2 separate regions of the Danio rerio genome follow, and region 1 is linked to region 2. Evidence: chromatin contacts called from public Hi-C data. All regions are on one chromosome and are shown on one strand. The core of a region is the stretch at or near the end of the contact, and the rest is flanking DNA. Distances in the headings are between cores, read along the strand shown.

Region 1 (5,863 bases), core at 804-3,303, 150 kb before region 2:
ATCCATAATGGAGAGATGCCACATCCATAAAGAAGCTTTTTCCACATAAATACAAAAATGTCAAAAAAAATACAATCAATAATTTTAGTTCTACAGTGAGCCAACTCTTATCATTTTGATTAGCATTGTTTATTTTAGGTTGTGCAGTTTAATTCACAGTATTTCTACAAAGTATGTTATATACTGCAAACTCACAGACTTTTTTGGTCACATTCATAAAAAAGCATGTCTATTTTCCTCATTTAAAATATAACAAATGCTTACAGATTGATATTTTGTCAGATCCCATAACTCTGTGGTTAGTTGTTTTGGAAAATTTAATCAGATGTTTCCATATACAGTTGAAGTCAGAATTATTAGCCCACCTGTTTATTTTTTCCCCAATTTTTGTTTAACAGAGAGATTTTCTCAGCACAGTTCTAATCATAAGAGTATTAATAACTCATCTCTAATAACTGATTTATTTATTCTTTGCCATGATGACAGTAAATAATATTTGAAAGACAGTTTTATACAGCTTAAATTGACATTTAAAGGCTTAACTAGGTTAATTAGGTTAACTAGGCGGATTAGGATAATTAGGCAAGTTACTGTGTATTGATAATTTGTTCTGTAGACAGTGTAAAAAATATATAGCTTACAAAGGCGAATAATTTTGTCCTTAAAATGTTTTTTTTTTTCAATTAAAAACTGCTTTTATTATAGCCAAAATAAAACAAATAAGACTTTCTTCAGAAGAAAAGTATTATCAGACATACTGTGAAAATTTCCTTGCTCCATTAATCATCCTTTGGGAGATACTTAAAAAAAGAAAATTCAAAGGGGGGCTAATAATTCTGACTTTAACTGTACATTCTATGTGTATGCTTTAAGTTTTTACTGCAAATGTCACATCCGTAATGCTGGAATTGCTCTCATCATTTACTCAACCTTAACCTGTTTGAGTGATTTTCCCCTGTTGAACTCAAAGAGAAATTTACAAAAGAACGTTCAGAAATAAACAGCCATTGACTGATTTTTTTTTTCCTTCAAACTTTAACAACTGACCAAAGTGTTCCTCACAACTGGCTTGCTAGGTTTGGGACTTGGGAAGCTGCACATCAATGGACTTGCTCTTCTGTATTTGTACTTTTAGCAGTGAATTTTAAATCACAGTAAACTGAACTACACTAAACTGAACTTCAACTCTGGATTGACACAGTTTCCATCTACTAGAAGCAGCTTTGAAACATTCTACATTGTAAAAATAGAAAAAAACATGAATTGAACTTCCATCATGTTTTTAGTGTCTACTATGAATATCAATCACTGTTTTCGTCCCCCAACATTCTTCAGAATATCTTGTTTTGTATTCAACAGAAGAGAGTATTTAATAATGGTTGAGAACCACTTAAGAGTAAATAATAGTGATGAAATTGACATTTTGGGAGGGTGAGCTATCCCTTTAGTTCTTTCCTCATATGTAGTAGAGTCAGTTAATTACTCACCGCTGACGAGCTCTTACAGCTTTTAAAGACAGACGGACTGGGCACCACAGACTCATGCAGACGGTGATAGTCGTTTGGGCTCTCAAACGGGTTCAGGATAGTAGGTCTAGCAGGAGTCTCGGGAGTTATATGAATCTTTGCGATGTCTCCCATCTTTAAAAAGACATCCAGCTGAGCACGCTGAATGTGTGAGAGTAAAACACGGAAAAGAGGAGATTATTTAAAGTATCAACAAATCAGAGCGATGAACATCATGTTTGCTTAGTTATATATCTTGTTATACATACACAAAAGATCAATGATACAATGTTCTACCTTTGGTAATCAGCAGTCTTAACGTTATAAAAGAAGGGGAAAACGTTAACCATGTGTTAGTTAATTAAATACTTACATCGTAACGAAACTCAAACAAACGTAACTGTGATATATGAATTGCTCCAACGTCTGATTTAATTTTTGATCAAGCGGTGCAAGCCAATCACAATCGAGCAAAACTTGCAAAACAGCCAATCAGGTGAGAAGAACGACACCCTTTCAGTGTCTACGTAACTTCCTTTCGAACGTGTGCAACTTTATTGACAGGATTACCATAACATCAAGCGGGAGGTGTAAATATAACGGCTGACAGTTAGTTCATGCTTGTTGTTGAATGCGTTTTATATTTTTCACCCTTGTTGTAAGTTCGCGAATGGTGAGAGAACGCCAGCAACTAACGTTTACAGAGATAGACGCATCAGTGTCGTCTGAATGAAAGATAGTGCGCTGTTAAGTAATCATATAGCTTTAGCAACGATAGCATCATGGCTAGTCCTGCAAGCGCAAACATGAACGCTGTCCGCGAGACCATGGATGGTAAGATTAAATGCATCAGTAGAATGATGAAATGCTGTCATTATAATGCATGCCCGTAGACAGCCTGGTGAAAGGGGTGGTTCTTTATTTTCTCATATGGTGGACCTTGTTGCAGTTATTCACTTCAAAAAAATGCTTTTTTAAAGTAACGTTACTTTATGAAATGTTGCCATATGGCATCGACGTCCAACAGTGGACATAACTTAGAAAATTTAAATGTAGAACTTTCCTTCTAATGAATAATTTTGTTCTTTGAAATGATTTAACTGGTGTTGCAGTATTATAAGCTTTAACACAGAACTTATAAATGACACCTTATGCATACTTTTCAACAACTGATATTCCAACAGCTTTTATTTATTCCATTCTTTTTTGCTGAATATTATTAAAACATAATATTGTTTTATAATGTATACAACACGGTAAAGGTAAATATTTTCTAAACATTTAAGTAAATATTATAATAAATATACCAGTACAATCTATCTAGATGTATCAATGTAGTTACTAGCTAACATTGTTTATATATTATATACTATATACTATACTACGCCTGTTTTAAATGCCTCCGAGCAAACTTACCTGAACTGTCTCCATCACTGTTCTTATCAAATGTCCAACCTGCATCATTCTCACGGTCACTAAAACCCATCTCAACATCACTTTCATCTGCAGGAAGAGCCAGATCTGTCCATTTCTTCTTCCACTTACCATAGAACATGGTGGTCCTCATTAATACACTGTTCCCTGTATTTATTTCTAATCAAACGTATTGCCATTAAAATGTGATTTTATCCATTTAATTTCTATTAATATATGACCAATTAACATTATATTACTAGCATTCATGTTGTTATTGTTACAACTTAAAAGATCACAGCTGACCTTGCTAGCTAGCTAACCCATTGCAATACTGCACATTCCACTATTGCACAGAGCAACACATACATTTGATCGAATTACAAAAAACTAACAAATATCAACTTGAATATAAGTTGGTTTTCTTTACCTCTTTTTCTGTCCATTTCTGCCAAAAACATGCTCTTACATAGGGCTGCACAATATTGGAAAAATCTTACATTGTGATATTTCACTTTACTGCGATTAGAAATAGACTGGTATTAGATTCTGATGGTACTGTATGATAACCTTGTATATAAATATGACTGTATTGTGATTACTAAAATATATATTCTTTTTAAATGTCTAAGTAAAAAACAAAAACTTTTTCCCCTTTAAACAACTTTTTTTTATTTAGAGAAATATTTAAAGTATTTTGAAACAGTAAACATGTCAGGCTAAATAATTAAAATGAATTATTGCATTCTGACTTCATTAGTTTCAAAAACACTGAACAGCTCTACTTGGAAAGAAAGATTTCATTCATATAGATCAGCTGGGATAATTAAATCTTTTTCAATGCAGTGCATCAGCATAAAATATAATAAATTACAAGCATATTCAAACAAGACAGAGCAAAAATAAACAGTGCTTTATGGTTTTCTAAGGAGTGTAAAAGTAATCAAATACAATAAAACGTAAAATAACATCACTGTATAAATAACCTAAAAAATAATAACTTTTTAATCTTTGATAAACAGTCTAATTTTGTGATATGGCTATTGTGGATACACATAATGCAATATAGATGCTCAAACTATATATTGTTTAGCCCTACTTTCACATTATTTGTGCTGTGTAAGCATTACATAAATACATTTTACATAGATATAAAAATAGATTTAAACTAAATAGATTGTTGACTGTTTTACAATATGCAGTGCAAACATTAGGTCATGAAAATTTACTTAAAAGTCCTGGAGAAGGCATGGAATTTTAGTAGTAAAAATGTGTATGAACCCTGTATATTAAAAGATAAATAAATAAAGCTTGATGATTTTTATAGCCTCCCATGTAAAAAAAAAAGTACATTTGAAAATTCATGGATCACAAGAATAGCCTAGGTATTAACTTTAGTATAACTAAAGCTTTGCTGCTTAAGGTCCAAGATTTAGAATCAAAGTTTTTTGTAAAATGTTTTCTCTATTTAACAACAGTGCAGTTGGTCAGTAGTGAAAAATGATTTCACTTACAGTTGTGTCAGATTCTGCTTTGTCCTAAAGCTATTTATGGGATGTGTTTGCAATTTTTGATGGCTTAGCAGATAAAATTGGACTATTGAGCTCATGTGTGTGGCAAATTCTGGAACTTTGTCGGTGTGGGTGGGTATTTCGAACCACTCGAACCCCTCTTAGCTTTGGGTCTGTAATTTGTTATTTTATTACATGGCGATACAGATCCTCACAAACTAAACATAAGTAACGTAAGAAACATAAGTGTGAATAAAAATGTTAATAATGTAAATTAATAATAATATCTCTATTGGTAATTTCTTTGTTGCATTTTATTGGTGGCATTCTAGTTGATTATGTCTCAAAACGTACTAAAACCAATTCAAATATGTTGTCATAAGAGGTTAAATTAAATTGAAGGTAAAATGAAGTCCTTTAGAACTTCTGTAATGTTTCTGTTTTGTTTTTTTGTTTTCAGAAGGGGGAAATAACTACACTTACTGCGTTAACCAAATTATTTCATAATACATTTATTTATACATTTACATACAAGGTTGTTTGACATGATTTGTTTCATTCTTTCACTCTCAGTTCTCCTGGAGATATCAAGGCTGCTGAATACAGGATTGGACATGGAGTCTTTGTCAATATGTGTCCGTCTCTGTGAGCAGGGGATCAATCCCGAAGCCCTGTCATCAGTTATCAAAGAACTCAGAAGAGCCTCAGACTCACTAAAGGTAGGTTTTTTGATGGCAGTCCATCATTTTTCTGCTTCTTTTTCCACACTCTCTCTTTTAATGGTTTTGAAGATGCTAAATAGCATATGGTCATATACTTATAAATTGTAGTTAAAAATGTTTAGTGCAAGGGTTTGGTTTACCCTGAAAGACCCAAACGTAGAAAAATACACTTTTAGATGTTATTGGAGGCCTCTAATGTAATGAAATAAATTAGTTTTTACATTTAAAAAAAATGTATCAGGAAAATATAATATTGCAATGCTGGGCCTCTGGAGTAGCAGAAAGTTGCAGCAAAAGCTATGAAGATCCAATGTTTTTTTACAGGGTGTACTGCCTATGCAGGCCCATAACAGTGGCCTGTATATCTACACGCAACACAAATCAAAACACAATTAGAATAATTGCCGTGTATAATCTATATTTACAAAATTTGATGAAGTAAATGACAACTTTGACATGTGCATGTCTGTATCTGCAGAGTATATAGAATAATAAAAAATGTCTTTCCTGGCTGGTGTTTTAAATTAAAAAACAAATGCTATTCAATTTGCGAGCTAAATAATATTTAAGAAAATCAGCCCTAATCATACTCAAATATTTTAAAGTAACTATTTACACGTTGCACAATTCCAACACCATTCAGCTCATAGCTCTCTACTTATATGCTAATGGCACTGATAGCGTCACTTTCCTTACAATTATCACCTATTCT
Region 2 (5,557 bases), core at 2,175-4,674:
ATAATAATAATAATAATAATAATAATAATAATAATAATAATAATAATAATAAGCTTAAGCTGTTTACTAACAATACTTCCAGCTGTCAATCCAAACCAGTTGTATGTGCTGCCACCGCGTGGTTATAAAACCAAAGTGCAGATTAAAGCCTTTGATGCGAGATGAAAAATAGCATAGTATAAAATATCTACAATCATTAAATAAAAAAGCAATAATAAGATAAAATAAAACTAATTAAACATTAGAAATATTATTAAAAGGTTATTTAGGAAGGGAAGAAAGGTATTTTAATCTATGATTATTCATGTTCTATAAATTCTAGACACAACCTTAGTCAGTACAAAGTATTTCACAGACTGCACATTCTATTCTAAAACAAAGCTTAGTAAATTCTATCCGTCAATTTCCCCCACATGTGACAAGTGTAAAGCTGCTCAGGGTACCTTAGCACATCTTTTTTGGTCTTGTGTTTAAGTTCAGATTTTAATTTTTTTTTTTTTTTTTTGTAAGAAACATTTCAGTTCTTCGCGGTTTACGATTTTGTTTTACTCTTTGACTCAATGATAGCTATTTTTGGCTGGTCAGTTTTTTTGGTGACTCTCCACCAAAATGTACGGTTACCTGTTCAGTATGGCATGATCATATAGCAAAAAAAAAAAAAAAAGAAAAAAAAATTGTTTCTGGAAGAAAAATGTTAGACTTCTTTATTTCTATTTGGCTTCTTGGACTCACCTCCACTTTACATTTGGAAATAATTAGATATTCTGAACTCTGCAAAATTTGATAAGATGTGGGATCTTGTCTTTTTTTCTCCCTAAAACACCATAAAAACTTAGAATGTTGTTTAATTTTTGAAGATTTGTAAGGTTTTGACATTGCAGTGTATTTTTGTAGGTCATACAGTTGAAGTCAGAATTATTCACCCCCCTGAATTATAAGCCCCCTGTTTAATTTCCCCCCCATTTTCTGTTTAATGGAGAGAGGTTTTTTTAAGACATTTCTAAACATAGTTTTAATAACTCATTTCTAATAACTGATTTATGTTTGTCTTTTTCATCATGACAGTAAATAATATCAAGACACTTCTAAGCACTTCTAAAGTGACATTAAAAAGCTTAACTAAAGTAGGTTAATTAGGTTAACTAGGCAGGTTAGGGTAATTAGGCAAGTTATTGTTTAATGATGGTTTGTTCTGCAGACTATTGAAAAAAATATGTATCTTAAAGGGGCTAATAATTTTAACCTTAAAATGGTGTTTTAAACATAAAAAAACATATTTTTTTCTAGCCAAGACAAAACAAATCAGACTTTCTCCTGAAGAAAAAATATTATCAGGCAAACTGTAAAAATTATCTTGCTCTGTTAAACATCATTTGAGAAATATTTTAAAAAGTTAAAAACAATTGGAAAGTTTAATGTTCTGACTTTAACTGTATGTCTTGCATGTCGCCATTTTCCCTTGTTTCTAATTGTTTCCCTTGTTATGCTTTATTTCAAATTTTGCAAAAATTATTGTTGTCATGATGGGTTTGTCTGTCTGTTCTTTGTTTTATATGTCTGCAAAAACTACAAAAAACTACTATACACACACACACACACACACACACACACACACACATACACACACACACACACACACACATATATATATATATATATGTATATATATATACACACACACACACACACACACAGACACACACACACACACACACACACATATATATACACACACACACACACACACACACACACACACACACACACACACACACACACACACACACACACACACACACACATATATATATATATATATATATATATATATATATATATATATATATATATATATATATATATATATATATATATATATATATATATAGTTTATATGTTTTGAGGCACTAAACGTGTAAAAGAAGCTGTCAAAAGAATTATGGCAGAATTATTGTCAGAATTATTAGATACCTAATCACTTAAGACATAACAATAATGTCAAATTCAAACTAAGTAATACAAAAACAATCTAATTTTGACCTATTTTTGTCAAGATAATGATTTAATATACATTATTAATCATATAAGTTAGATGATTGTTCAATTTGCATTTATAGACTAATATAAATTATAAACACATTAAACTTTATTATAATCATCAATAATAATAATAATAATAATAATAATAATAATAATAATAATAATAATAATAATAATAATAATAATAATTTCATTTCATTGCTGCTGTTTTTTTTTTTATAGTGGAAATTGATTTCTATTGAAAAACACCCCAACAACATTATTTTAAATCTACAGTAAGATTCATTTTTACTATATATTATTTGCTCATGAATCAATCTTTGCAATAATGCTAATTTGAGTTCAGGTTGTATACTTTATTACTATATGATTATAAGTAATGCATTATTACTTTTGCCTAAATATTGTTCAGTGTCATTTTGTTACAGGGATTTTGATTTTAGAATTTATAAAAAAAATAAACAACTCAACCTAGGATCTTTATAGAAGTTTGCTAAATTAATAGAATATGTTTTAATGCAAAGGACGCAAAGGAATCACTGCTTGCTTAAAAATAATTTAATTCTTCATTTTAAGCTGGTAGCTGACAATAATAGTGTTGTTTTAAAATGTCTAAAAAATAATTCAAACAGATTTAAGAAATCAGTTTTTACTTTTCTGTTTCATTGATTGTATTTAATAAGCAATAAAATTATTGTGGGCCAGTTTGCAATAGCAATACTTCACTATTTTGAGCAAGGTAGGGCCTCAAAAGGATTCTCTTATAGGGTCCCCAAATGTACAGGGCCGGTGTTCTGACGATCTGTGCTACCTCATCAGAATGTGCAATATGTCATATTTCATCTAAAAAAAACAGGGTTAGCACGTCAGCTTCAAATGTCTATCAGAATGAACTTAAAGAAGGGTGAAAAACAGGGATAACACATTTTGTCAGCTTCAAAAGTCAATCGGAATGAACTATACCACTCTAATAAACAAATAAAATATAAAACTAATGAAAAAAAATAAGACAGTTTATTCTAATAGACATTTGAAGCTGCTACACCTTTTTCTACATTGTTCAATAAAGTTAATTTCGAAAGATATTTGAAGCTGATAATATGTGCTACCCCTGTTTTACATCCTTATTTAATGTGGTAGATAGATCCTTCTGATAGACATTTGAAGCTATTTTGGTATATAAGACATGACAGATTAAGCTACCGGTAACATATTCTAAGCAGGTAGCACAGATCGTCAACACCCGGCCTGCTTGAGGCTTATACACGTATATGCAAGCTGTAACCCCTTTGCATTCACTGTAACGGCCTCTAGTGGCTAATTGCTGTAAAAGAAAACGCTAATTTCGTAGAAGTGACGCGGGTGAAGTTTGTCTCTTGCGAGGCACCATCCTCGATACCCTTTCCTCTTTCCCTCTCTCGTTGCAAGATTTCCTTATAACTCGTAATGTTTTTACATTTTAAATTCAGTGCCTTTAAGTCGCTTTTTCCATAGTTTTCTTAGTTACGTTATATTCCGCGTGTAAGTGGCATGATGTTCACGTCCACCGGTTCGTGGGGATTATGTAAGTACAGTTCAAAACCCATCATGTCAAGAAGATCAGATCAGATCAGATCCGTCTGTCTGTCAGTCATTCAGTTTTAAGCTCAGTCATCATGAACCTTCGTCCGATTATTATTGCACTTCACAAATGATCCTGGCTATCACGTCAGTTTGATTTGGCTTATGAATTTAGACAGGAAGTGTTAGGAGAGAAATCAGCTTCTTCTGGGAAATTGCGACGCCACAATCATGTATCTCATTATAACCTATTTAATTTTAAGAGATTGACAAAAAGACAGAACTCTGCTTAAAACCACTGTGATGACCACATTTCAAATAAACACCATTAAAAAAACTGGTACTGCATATTGCTTATTTATGTAACTTTTGAAACACCATTTACTTTTCCTTATGCTGTTTAAATCCGTTATGTTACTATATATATATATATATATATATATATATATATATATATATATATATATATATATAATTTTAAGTGATGCTCTGGGACTCTTTGAAAGTTAACCGTTCATTTACAAGTTCCTTCTTTAGTAAAACATTGCTGTTTGAAAGTTAATAAACGTATTGAAGTCACATAGATTTTTATATTATGCTATGTTGTTTCAAAAATAAAATTGTTATGGTTTTATAGTTTTACCAGTTTATAACTAAATTTGTAGGTTTCAAAGTTACATTCACTGCAACAGATCTGGGGATCTCATAGGGCCATGTGAGAATTTTAGGAGTCCTTGGGAGTTTTTGGAGAAAACTGTTGAAAACAATCTATGTTTTATTTAACAAAATGAAAATGTGATTGAAATAATTAATTAAATCTTTTATTTAAGATAAATAATTAAACATGTTTACGGTGGCTGAGAGTTTGACATGCTGCAGTTTAAGAAAACGCATGCAATTTAGGGCTGCACGATTAATTGAACTAAGATCACAATCTTGATTCGACCCTACACATGATCTTATTTCAGCTTTTCTATGATTCCATCAATTATATTTTCAAGGTCAGAAGAGAAGCAAGGCAGTCGCACAAGTCTTCACAGCAACTTTGACACCTTCAAATGGCGTTAAAAGTGTAACATACTGTATTTATAAGGTATAATTCACCCAAAAATGTCATTTCTGTTTTCATGAATATGACGTATTCGTGGCCGCAAAATCACATGTGAGCTGACCGCGAGCTGTTTGTTTACTACCGAGAACGCGCACGTGCATGCATGACGGCTACTTTAGTGAACACAACCTGCATAGGCTGTGAATAACAGGTAATGAAGTTGTAAATAACGTTCAGTTGCACAGAGTGATCGTTTGAGAGCCGTGCGGGAGGCTTGATTTGCATGTATGTATTTTTTTCTCACAGTGATAGCCCCAAAAAAGTGAAACCTGTGCGCACATCATTTAAATGAGCATATGGCATTTTACAGTTATGATTATGACTAACATTTAATGTTTTTTCTTACATAGCGAACACATAGTGTTGTGCAGGAATATGATAATGACAAAATTCAAATTTTACCAGTGAAAACAAATGGTCTAATAATGTTGTCAGTAACAGATGACAAGCACATCTTAAACATAATAAATCAACTTAATAATTATGAATAGTTATATTCTGATGTTATCATTTTACTGTGAATTAACAAACAGGACATATTGAAAGTCGGTTCAAGCCCACCATAATAACTTTACAAAATTAATTTTAAGCAACAGTAGACCTACATATAGGCCTAAATGCTGATTTATACTTCTGCGTCAAATGCCGGCGTATGCTACGGCACTGACGCATAGCCCTTCGCCGTGGCCGTCGGTGTCACTGACGTGCACCTGTCAAAAAATGTAACTACACGTCGTAACAACGCGTAGCGCAAGCTCTGTGATTGGCCACCTTGGTAGCGCTGATGAGTCTGGGTGGGACCGAGAGCCGCGCGAATGGTGCGAGCGATTGTTTACAAGTGTGGAG

Evidence for each region. Hi-C and Micro-C count contacts between places; a contact is called where the count stands out from the background.
Region 1: a contact with region 2 is called in a Hi-C map of hematopoietic stem cells, with 4 times the contacts expected there. The contact joins the promoter of mzt1 here to the promoter of ubac2 in region 2. A contact is called at or near these places in 7 of 18 Hi-C or Micro-C datasets (caudal fin, embryo, fibroblasts and 2 more) and 2 of 4 datasets of contacts at active chromatin or transcription factors (caudal fin and embryo).

The regions. Positions count from the first base shown.
Region 1 is chr1:34,321,411-34,327,273 of GRCz12tu, reverse strand. mzt1 (mitotic spindle organizing protein 1) reads left to right here and starts at 2,053. Exons shown (of 3, transcript NM_001302806.1): 1 at 2,053-2,339; 2 at 5,003-5,148. The coding sequence starts at 2,288. It overlaps bora (bora aurora kinase A activator), which reads right to left and starts at 1,883. Exons shown (of 12, transcript NM_001007450.1): 1 at 1,803-1,883; 2 at 1,488-1,667. The coding sequence starts at 1,640.
Region 2 is chr1:34,168,933-34,174,489 of GRCz12tu, reverse strand. It overlaps ubac2 (UBA domain containing 2), which reads left to right and starts at 3,424. Exons shown (of 9, transcript NM_001080561.2): 1 at 3,424-3,604. The coding sequence starts at 3,571.